2 separate regions of the Gasterosteus aculeatus genome follow, and region 1 is linked to region 2. Evidence: chromatin contacts called from public Hi-C data. All regions are on one chromosome and are shown on one strand. The core of a region is the stretch at or near the end of the contact, and the rest is flanking DNA. Distances in the headings are between cores, read along the strand shown.

What was found. A called contact is a pair of places that touch in the nucleus more often than the background predicts.
Region 1: a contact with region 2 is called in a Hi-C map of skeletal muscle, with 10 times the contacts expected there. The contact joins the promoter of pth4 here to the enhancer-like site in region 2. A contact is called at or near these places in 6 of 6 Hi-C or Micro-C datasets (blood and trunk muscle, liver, skeletal muscle and 2 more).

Annotation. Positions count from the first base shown.
Region 1 is chr17:2,507,753-2,513,491 of fGasAcu3.hap1.1, forward strand. It overlaps pth4 (parathyroid hormone 4), which reads left to right and starts at 1,363. Exons shown (of 3, transcript XM_040205142.2): 1 at 1,363-1,446; 2 at 2,302-2,390; 3 at 2,880-3,929. The coding sequence starts at 2,305. The coding sequence ends at 3,135. cept1b (choline/ethanolamine phosphotransferase 1b) reads left to right here and starts at 3,976. Exons shown (of 10, transcript XM_040204239.2): 1 at 3,976-4,212; 2 at 5,274-5,609. The coding sequence starts at 5,413.
Region 2 is chr17:2,427,592-2,433,059 of fGasAcu3.hap1.1, forward strand. No RefSeq gene overlaps it. Among protein-coding and RNA genes, the nearest start is that of gpr37l1a, 11 kb to the left of the region's middle. Within about 2 kb of position 2,365, at least 3 of the 9 cell types and tissues checked have open chromatin away from gene starts, as enhancers often do.

The sequences.
Region 1 (5,739 bases), core at 113-2,612, 79 kb after region 2:
TCACATATCGGACGGCGTTTGCTCCCCTGCAGCTCCGGTGCTGCTCGGTGCAACACTGCCACCGTGTGGACGCTCGCCGCATTGCACCAGTTGGGCCTCCACCGAGTATAGATGCTGATAGATTCTCTGATTCAGCCTCATTCAATTGTATGCATCTCTCCATGTTTTCACACTTTATGATATCCATCATTGCTTTTAATCTCCATATTGCACCCACTTACACATTGTACCAGCTTTTCTCTAAAAACCTTGTCAGAAGGTTCGTATGAAATATGACAAATAGACGTTATTCCTGAAAGAAGAAGTTGCACAAACATCTGCACAAACATTTCCCTAAGAAAAACAGAGAGAAACTGTTCCCTCACCCCATCAGTGGTTAGCGTCTTCCTCCATCCTCCTGCTCCTCCAATGGACTGAATCCGCCCACGAGGCCCCGGGAGGCGTTGTCAAGGGTGACGGAGTTTCTAACGCTCTCTGCGATGACTCCGCAGCAACGAGAGGCCTCCGGTTAACCGGAGGAGGTTCGTTAGTGCTTTAACGGGAAGGAGCCCCGGCAACGAGCATCCACCGACAAGAAGTTTAGTGGCCACTTTCTACGACTCAAATAAACTGCCTTATAATCTGCTAATGATGTATAATCATGGTGACCAGCACTGTCAAACATGAGCTTTAATGCTTTAACAACAATCAAAAGATTTCATGATAAATAAATGAATAAATGTTCCTGCTTTTGGATACTTAATGTTTATTCAAAGCAAACGATGACCATGATTAAGTTATAATCACATTATAATACATTCTAACATTGGTAATAACTAATTGATTATTGCTAAAAAATCAATTATAACAAGCAAGTACATAATTTCTTGTGAAGCATAATACTAACGATTGCTTGCAGCTTGAATCACAGTGTTGCAGGCAGCTGATAATGCATTAGTTATATCATACAGTATGTTTACGGTAGCAGTATGTTTAATGTATTATAGGCGTTAGCGTCACAGAAAATGCCCCCAAACGTTTAAACCAGTTTGCTGACGTTCAGTTTTATTTCATCCTCTCTGACTTACTGCCAAAAACATCAATAAAAACATTGTTGTGAATTCCTCTCTGACTGAAACGGATCGTATCAGAAAATAGAAAATAGACAAAGAGGATAATCCCTCGATAGAATTCATCCCTCTTTTACAAAAACACCTGATTTACACATTCAGAGAGATGCTGACGTTTGTCAAACGCCCCTCTGGGTGTGTGTGTGTCTGTGTGTGTGTGTGTGTGTGTGTGTGTGTGTGTGTGTGTGTGTGTGTGTGTGTGTGTGTGTGTGTGTGTGTGTGTGTGTGTGTGTGTGTGTGTGTGTCAGGGGGCTTTATAAAAAGGTCTGGAGGTGGAACCTGAAGTCAGTTTGGTGTCTGATCGTGAGAGAAGCTGCTGTCATCTACCAGGTCAAATGTAAGTAAATCGTCCTCCTCCAGCTTCAGACCTGTTTTGTTTGTGTGGATGTGATTTATTTCTGTTTGTTTTTTTAGTTTCACTTCTGTGAGGAGTTTCCTGTGATTCCTTTAGGCAACAATATTTTTTTGTGTTAAAAATGTCTGACGTGGTTTATTTTCATGTGAAGTAATGCATTCTTTTTTAGTTAATTCTGTGTGCTTTCTTTTCTGCTTTTTACCGATCAATCGATCAGCTCGGATCCACTTGATTTGTTGTTGCTTTTTACCCACAATACCTTTCTCTCAGAGACGCTTGTCTTTGGATCATCTTTGGGTTGCTCGTCCACCCTCACGTCTGCTTTCAGAATTCCTGAACTTTTTATATAAACTTATTTACAGTGAAACGCTAGTAAATTGTACAAATAATCAAAATCTACCTTTTTATTATGTAAAGAAGAAGAAGAAAGCTCCAATTCTACTTCTTCACCGAAAACCGAACAAATGCAGGAAAATAAAATAAGGTGTTGAGGCTGAAACCGTCTTGCGGTACATTTATGCTGCTGACGTCAGAGAACAAACAACGAGACGTAAACTTACACCTCAGACCTGCAGAACGTCCTGACGCAGTGATGTTCTGAGACGTCGGGGTGAGAACATCACAGCGCGGTTTCCGGGTTTGAAGATACCAGCACACACCGACTGCTTGCCGGTTCACCATATTTACATCCATCGAAGGCCGACATCCATCCTTTATTTTAGTTTTCAGTCCAGTTGTGTTCGCCGTTGTCAGAGAGGACACCTGAGGGTCTGTTAGCCGGTGGTGGAGGTTCCTTCTCCTCGGCCACCTGCAGAGCTTCTGATGTGTTTCTTGCAGAAGATGCAGGCGTCCCTGAGGCCCGTGCGCTGGCTCGCCGTCATGCTTCTCGTCGCCTTCACAACCAGCCGGTGTCAACCGAACGAGAGGTGGGATGCAATGCGTTTTATTACGGTCACGTTGGGGGAAAATAAGTGAATTTGATTCCCAAAATGTGCATCAACTGGATCTTCGAGGAATACTTATTATATTTAAACACAGCAAGTATAAATACCACTGTCTAAATGAATCCTGATGTACACACTGTATACAACCACCTATTCAATTGCTTCATAAAATACTAATATTATGCATATTCACTGCTTATATTGTTTACAACTTGCATGTAAACATGCTTTAATAACTATTTTTGCGACTTACGTGAGAGTTCTTTCTGTTCTTTATGGGCTCTTATTCTTGTAACTGCACGGGGAGCAATGTTCTCACTATCTTAAATTCAATATTCCTAATAATAAAGATTTTACAAATATTTTTTATTATTAGCTGTCATAAATATTGTGGTATTCAAATGCGTTTTTTTCATCTTCTTCGTGCTTTCCTACATGTATTCTGACTGCGACAAACTCTCCTCCCTGCAGCCGCCGAGCCGTCACCGAACACCAGCTGATGCACGACCGCGGCAGAAACATTCAGAGTCTCAAGAGACTCATCTGGCTGTCCAGCGCCATCGAGGGTCTCCACACGGCCCAGACCAGGTCCGATGACCTCAACCCAACGAGGGTCCTGAGCCTGGCTCTGAATCCGGCTGGGAACCCGCAGCCCACCCGGGTGCAGAGCCTCCTGAGAGACTTCTTTAATCCCCACCTGACGCAACAGCAGGACAGAGAGGCCTAGCAGCGCTCCAACCACGCGAAGCCTCCGCACACATAATAATCATCATGTTGAAAAGAATTATTGGTGTTTGTCTTGAGACAATCTGTGTCCAAACGTCTCCCAGGAGGTCAGTTATAAAGAACGTTGTTTGTGGTTTGAAATGCCTGAAGTCGACCTTTAGTTCATGTCAGATCGGGACGCATCGAGGCCCGAGAAAAAATTAAAATATGTTCAAACACAATTAACTCCCTTCAGACAGCAACATGAATTGCAGAGGAAATGATGATGTTTAAAATGCCAAATTACCTCTTTTACAGCCTTCGGCAGCTACGTGCAGATGATGATGATGAAGTTTGGTTGGTTAATGAGGTTTTCACAAGCACGTCAGCCTTCTTGTTCAGTGCTTTCATTAATAAGTCCAGTGCCCCGATTTCTTCTCACGTTCTGCACGACGCCAGATGAATGTAATAAAAACACAGATCTGCTGGAGATTTGAGATAGAATGTGGTGTCATAATTGGTATGTGCTGACCTCAATGACAACATTTAAAATGGCAATAATGGATAAAGATCTCTTTAAAAATGTGAAATCCACCTCCACCCTGATTAAAACTGTAAAAATATGCTAAACAAATACAAGTACATGTATCATTACTAGGAAGTGTACAGCATTATAATGCAATGTTTGGCTAATTAATGTTTAACGTCAATGGTGCAACTACTTGACTATTAATGTGTGCTGCATTAACCGGTCCTTCACATGTAAGAACAGACCCAGTGTGTACATAAAATTCAAATAAAATGAAGTAATGCATATAGAAACGCCTCTTCCACTCTACCCGGGAGACTCTAACAGCCGCCTCGACAAATAACGCGAGATTTCCGGGGTGGCTAACGGGAACGGACGGGAACTAGCTTGCTGTGACAACCACAGTGACAGTCACCGGTCGTGGTGATCCACCTCCAGCTGCACACGTCCCTGCGGTGATCTAACGGTCATAGAGGGCAACTTTAAAAACTGAGCACCCACAACGGGGTCCTGTCTTCCGCCTCGAAGCGCCCTCGCAGCGTCCGCGGCTCTCGTCCTTTAATCGGCCAGGTCAGTCAGTGTTACATCCGTCAGTTAGCTGGCTGTCTTGGGGGTTAGCTAATCAAGCTAACTTAAAGTAGCCGCAAACATTAGGTGAGGTGTCAGTTGTCCACTGTGACTTTCTCCATTTATTTAATGGGGCGTTGTATTTTCAGTCGTGTCAACAGGTTGAGCAATAACGAGCCGACAGCGGGGAGGAACTAGAAACTTCCGCACTGACACAAGTCCGTAGTCCTAGCTTCCGTAGCTAGAAGCTCCGCTAATGCTAATCCTCAGCAGCAGAGGCTACCGATGAGGAGCTAGCTAGCCGCTAGCTAGCAGCGGCGATGCTAGGCAGCATTAGCAGAGTTGTTGTTTTGCTATCGTCGCTAGCTCATGTGTTGCTGACAGTCACAGGAAATAGTTTAGTAACGCGGACACGAATCGTCCGCTCTGTTATTGCTGTTTACGGTTGAGCCCTGTTAATGACTTCTTGGTGTTCATGTGGTCACAGACGTGCGGCTCCGTTAGTGTTTGTAGTCATGTGCTCTGTTCTGCGATGATATAATCAAGGGTACGAACAATAACACACGTGTGACACTTCCCAGGCATGTGTGTCCCTTTCTGTTGACGTGTAACAAGTACTTAAGTATCGTTTGGAATACTTCTACTTTACTGGTGTATTTCCATTTTGTGTTCCTTCCACACTACAACTCCTGAGAGGAACACGTCACACTATTTATTTACTTATCGAGTTACTTTGTTAATTCAGACTAATAACTCGCGTTTTGCTTTAATGTTTTATTGTTATTTATTTTTGTGCCTTATTTTTATAGATTCCATTTGCACTTTATTAATCACTATGTATCGGAAAAAAGTGCAAACATTAAATCTACATAAGAATGCACCATTGCTCAATTAAATGATATAGATACATATTAAATTAAATAGCCTTTTCACCCATGTGAGTATTTAGCTTTCTTTTTAGTCATTGTAGAGTGAACGTGTTCGGGAAGACCAGCATGGGTTTTGTGAATCTGTCTTCATGCACCATATCGGGACACTATTGTGGTACTGTGCTCTCGTTCCAGCCTCATCCAGCCCCACTGTGGATCTTTAGCCCCACTGTGGATCTTTAGCCCCACTGTGGATCTTTAGCCCCTCCGGCAGGACAGTGGCAGAGGCAAAGGCAGAGCCATCGGGGACCAGACCAGCAGGCAGCAGGGCTCCATGAGTGCGACAGGGCATCAGCAGCAGCAAGGTGGGGGCCCGCGTTCTCGCCGAAGCCTTGCCCGGGACAAGGACCCGGGGCAGGGCATGGGCATGGAGGCGGCCTGCTGCCTGGCCCCCGGAGTGCTGCGCCGGCTGATCGAGCTGCCCGCACCCCCCCTGTCCAGACACCAGCTCAAGAGACTGGAGGAGCACAGGTAGACACTCGAGTCCTCTGAGACAAACTGAAGTAAAGACCTCCTGCAGGGTTCTGTGGTGCCGCTTGTGACCTCATCAAGATTGTCACTACAAACGTGCTGTTGAGGATGAACAATTCAGGCAATCTAC
Region 2 (5,468 bases), core at 1,115-3,614:
AGCCCACCAGAAGATTTTAAAATGCTTCCACTCGAGCTGCACTCACAGCGCTTTGTAGTTTGGCTTTCTCGAGGGAATTGTACTTTTCTCATTCTGGTTCTGTAAGAAAGATGTTCACGCCACAACAAAATGGTCCATGTTGAATTTTTATTAAAACAAGATTTTGTGACTCCTTCATCAATGCTTTTTCCGAAAATGGAATAAAAGAAATACAATCACTTTCAAGTAAACCAGATTGCTCGATCAGAAAAAAATGTTCAACTGTCTTATCAGATCAATGCAAATAACGTTCTATCCCTGTAAAACATAACACATTTTTCCCTGTAATTTACCTGTTTGAACTGAACATCTTTTGAAGATAATAACAGTAAAGTATATAATACCTGTGAAAAACAAAAAAAGTTCAAATATTTGTAGTTTAACACTGGGTATCTTTTATAAAACCACAATAATGTGCGACCTGTGCGGCGTTAGCTAAATGAGATGGAAGAATCTTGACTTACTGTTGTAAAGTTGTGTGTCAGCATGAGGGAGTTTAACGCGTTGTGCGTGTGCGTGTCCACACGGGAGCAGTGTTGCTTCATGTCAGAAGACACGGAGACGCATCGAGGACAAATGTCTGGTTTGGATTAGTTTTCTTTTTTAGAAAACGTGACACAAATAATCTAGATGAAGTTGTAATGAAATATCTCAACGCACAAATGCATAAAATACGGCGGTTTAATAAAACAATCCTTCCTCCATGAAGGTTATAAAGTTTAGTTCTTTCTTTCAGAGGTATTAATTCTACTAAATAAACATTTAAGTTGAGGTTGTCACTGTATTTCTGGGATTATATTTTATTATTTTGATCAATAAGGAGGTGAGGTTCTTAATCTTTGACATTAAGATACCAAAGACCCCGTCACGGATTTTATTTAAGGTCTCGGGACAAGACATGACGTTATGTCAAAGAACAATATAAGAGAAACACTTTAAACTCATTTGGTAGATTATGATGTAACATATGAAGTATTAGCTCTCTGTAAATCAGTTCCTCCCTCTACTGAACCCTTCTTCAGGATACAGGCGTCACATTAATATCTCTGCAGCTAATAACTCAGACGTTAGATTATGACTTACCCGACTGCCATAGCAACACCGTGTAAAACATGTGCAGCTTTCTGATAACAAGAGGCTCTGATACATTTTTATCATGAAACACTACATTCCATTTGCAGTGTGTGTGTGTGTGTGTGTGTGTGTGTGTGTTGGACCTGAAGGCTGCATGTTTACACAGGAGGCCGAACAGAGACCAGCTCACAGCGTCCATATTTAGACAATAAGCAGGTCCAGTAGCTCTGGATGTTTATGACAACGAGACACAAGACGTACTGCGGCATATTATACCCGCATATGGGGTGTGTGCGTGTCTGTCCGTGTGTGTGTGTGTGTGTGTGTGTGTGCGTTCACACAGTCGCATTGGGGGGCTCCAAGCAGGTCTCCACATGTTCTTTTGGGGTTGAGCTTAGGTCTCTTTAACTTCAATAGGCAGTAACCTTCCGGTTGTTAAAAGTGAAACTTTGAAATGTCTTAAACCTGCATTCTCTCTACGGGCCATCGGGGGGCGACTCCTCTTTCTGATTGGATAGAAGTTTATGAGAAAAAGACCTTACTTCTCACTTGATGATGGGTTTATGGTTTCAGTCTATGGATTTAAGTCTATCATAATGGTCTTTTAGTAAAATATGAAGTGACTCAGAGTAAAACAAACAATAAAGCTTGTGTCTTTGTCTTTCAACTTTAACTTTGTTTGTTTTTCGTTCAAAACTTTGATTGAGATTGAGACAAGGTCTGATTGATATATAGATATAAACTAATGTTTGCAACCTTTACTGAGGTACATCAATGAATGGGGGATGAAAGGGTCTAAATTGAGTCTCGTCTTTCAGGTGGAGTTCTCTCTTAGAAATACAACGACTCCGATTTCAGAGGGAGTTCTGATTGTAATCGCTGCTCCTTCCCCTCAAAAGCAGCCTGTTTTGAGCCTTTGATACGGACGCCTCCCTCGTGCGGGGGCTCGTCGAGATGAGGGGAGGCAACACAACATAAACACAACCAGTGTCACTTACTTTAGAGCTGCCTCCAAATGCAGAGACCTTACCGGGTCCACAAATACGATCTGGAACAAAATAAAGCCAACTTAACACAAACACCACCTGCAGCAAACGTGTGCAAAGCCGACTAAAAGAATGAATCAACACACTGGGCACAACGGGCCAAGAGATGAAGGTGTCTGTTAGAAGTGGAGCTCTTTGGCCTGACGTCACCCTTTAGTTTATGGTTTTGTAGCCTCGAGTTAAACATTCTTGCCATCAGCATTTGTCTTCGGCCCCGTCTTGTTTCCTACCAACCGGGGAACCGGAGAAACCGGTATCCAGCTCTGTCAATCACAGTAGGCCGCGCCCAAAAGCATGCCCTGCTTTATGCCCTGCTGTTATGGTTTATTTAACTAAATGGACCATCATTCACTAGATGAACATCATGCTGCATTGAAGAAGACTTGAAGCTAGAGGTTGAGACCATAAACCCCCGTTTACAATGTTTGCTGCGGGAATAAATCGAGAGAGAAGAAGAGTCACTTTCTCATAGACTTCTAGACAATCAGATTTATTTTCGGCATCGTTGTCAGTATTATTATTACTTCCTTATGCTCCCTGCTGCCCACTGATAAGGTCACGAGTCTTCACAGGACAGTGCTTCGTGTTCTTGGTTTTGACTGGCAGGAATCAAACTAAGTAGCTGCTGTAAATCAGTGTCCAAACCTCCACACAGCAGAGACGCCATCTCTCTCTCTCTCTCTCTCTCTCTCTGTGTTTCTCATTCATTCTGTCTATCGCTCTACCTTTTTCGGTTGGAAGCCGCCTTGCATTTAATTCCCAGTTTCCCTCCTCCTCAGAGGCTCACCGCGGCGTCCCATCCTGTCCTTCCCTTTGTTTCTCTCTCTTCCTCCTACACCTTCTCCCCCTCCTTCATTCCATCTCTCATCATCATCCGCCGCCTTCAGCTAGCCAGCCTCCCAGCAGAGAATTATGAATAGAATTCAAATCAGTGGAGCTTTACTGTCTCCCGCCCCCTCTCTCCTTGGCCCCTCCACGTCTGCCTCGACTTCGTAACTTTCGCCAACTGTTTCCTATTGATTGTGGCTGTGACCACCACTGCTTATTCTCATATTAACACTTCACACTTTACTGCTTTTCTGTCATTTTGCTGCTTCTCCCCGAGCCTCAGCACTCACGCAATGATTCAGAGAAATAAATATATATATATATATATATATCAACACCTCCAGCATGACTGAACGCGGTGTTAAAGTGTCGTGAGGCTGCATGAAAATCTGTGAAGTGTGGGAGGAATAAATCAGGGCGGCCCTCTCCCTTCCCACGTACTTGACACTAAAGGAGTAGTCCAAACTTTCTGGGTATTCACTTTCCTTCTGGGAGACAAGACGGTTTAGTCTGTGGGATTATATCCCAGGGACAAAACTCCTCTCAGCGCCACGCAAGCCTGTAGAAAAAGGTGAAAATGCGTTTTGAGTTTTGCTCGTCCTATCTGGGCTACCGTAGAAACATGGTGGCTTTGTAGCTTCAGCTCCTTTTAAACCCTTTCTATCTCGCAGTAACCGATGGGTCGTCAGTATCTCTGGGAATCACAGATCGGCGGATCGGGAGCCCCGCTGACCCTCCCGGCAAAACCCGCCGTGCGGAGCTGGTTGAGGCGAATAGCTAGTCGAAGGATAGATGACAACGGTCAGGGTATCGGACCAGAAGAAAATCAGGTTCACCCTCCCTCGGGGAGGATGGATGCCTGGCCAATCCGGCTCAATGCTCGCCAAGAAGCGCGGTGGGATTCCTAACGACGCGTCAATGACATGATAGAAACTAGCGCCAGTGCGTCCATCTCTGATGCCAACGGGCACGGACGACGAGTCAGGAGCGAGGATGTGTGAGATGATACGCTAAATAAATGACTCTGTCCTCATATCATGTTCTCACCGGAGGCAGGGGAAGTCAGATGTCCCTCCTTCATGTTAAATCACCAACCAGAGCGTCTTTAAGGTCCCTTTAGAGGAATACTTTGTACATCAGTTATTCAGCCCCTCAGGCCTTGAACTTCTGAAGATGTTGCCAGAGTCCGTCTGTTTTACCTCAGTCAATAACTGTTGATGTTCAGGCCTCTGACATCATCAGGCTAATTGATGCAATCGATCAGTCCGCTGGAACCCCTGCTATTGATGAGCGGTCGTTTCCGGACACCTCTAGTGGCCCCCTGTTACGATTCCACAACACAACCCGGAAACCGCATCGCGACGACTCGACTCTCGTATGTTTTTAATATACGTGGATCTGCGGTCAACCAAAGAAATGTTTGCGATCACAGAGAGCAGGAGGCTTAACGTTTGCTTCCCCTCCTCTCCTCTCTCTCTGAGTAACAGAACACCTTCTGACGTCCACATGCGGACGAACCGGTGAAACGTCCGCAGTGAGGGGCGAGAAGGAATTGCACCTTTCTGGCCTCGGGGCATTGTGTTTATTGGCCTGCGTGTTTCTGATGGAGCACCATGACTGCAGCACAAAGCCGGTTATATAATGTATGACTGTGGGATTCCCAGCAGCTCTGCCTCCTCCACTCGGCGGCCTGAGGATAACGGAGGGGAGGGGGAGGACGGGGGGTCTGCAGAATGGATGTCAGGGAGGAAGGTATTGATGTCTGAGATTGGGATCATGAGTGTGAAAGGCTCCGATTGTCCACCGGCTCCTCCGCTCTTCAACAATCCAATGATTACCGGCGGCATCTTAACGAGGGATCCTGCCGCCGCGCGTACTGAGTCTGAGATATTACATCTATCCTCCAGGAGACAGCGTCCCCGCAGCACTCTGACAGGTTCATTGGCAGTGACGGGCGAGGTCGCTGCACAAACCGCAAACTGTCGAGGTGATTCCTCGCCGTTGGCTGCGTGTGGTGACCGCTTCCCCTCCGACCGCGAGGCAACGGGCGGAGGGGAGGAAGGAGAGGGGGGGGGGAGACGTCTCCCGAGCCTCCCCGCTGGGTAGAGCACGACGGGACGAGGCCGAGCCGCAAGAGTCGATCAATCGGTGCATTCTTGCGAGGAGGAGGGGGGGGGTTCAGCACAGATGGTGCAATGGCGTCAGTTATGTCACCGGCATTTTTTTATCTCTTGATGGGATTTGTTGTCAATAACAGGAAATGGAACTTACCCGGACGCCTCACAGTTGGTGTGCGTGTAGGAGGATGTAGCTGTAATGGTTAAAAGTAGGAGCAAACACCAGTGTGTGCATATAAACATACATACTGCATGATTTGGTCAAATATGAATGACCATAAGAGCGAAGCTTGTATAGGATTCATGCATAATTCACACAGCAGCTTCTCAATGAAGCCCAGAGTTTAAAGATGTCCGACCTCCT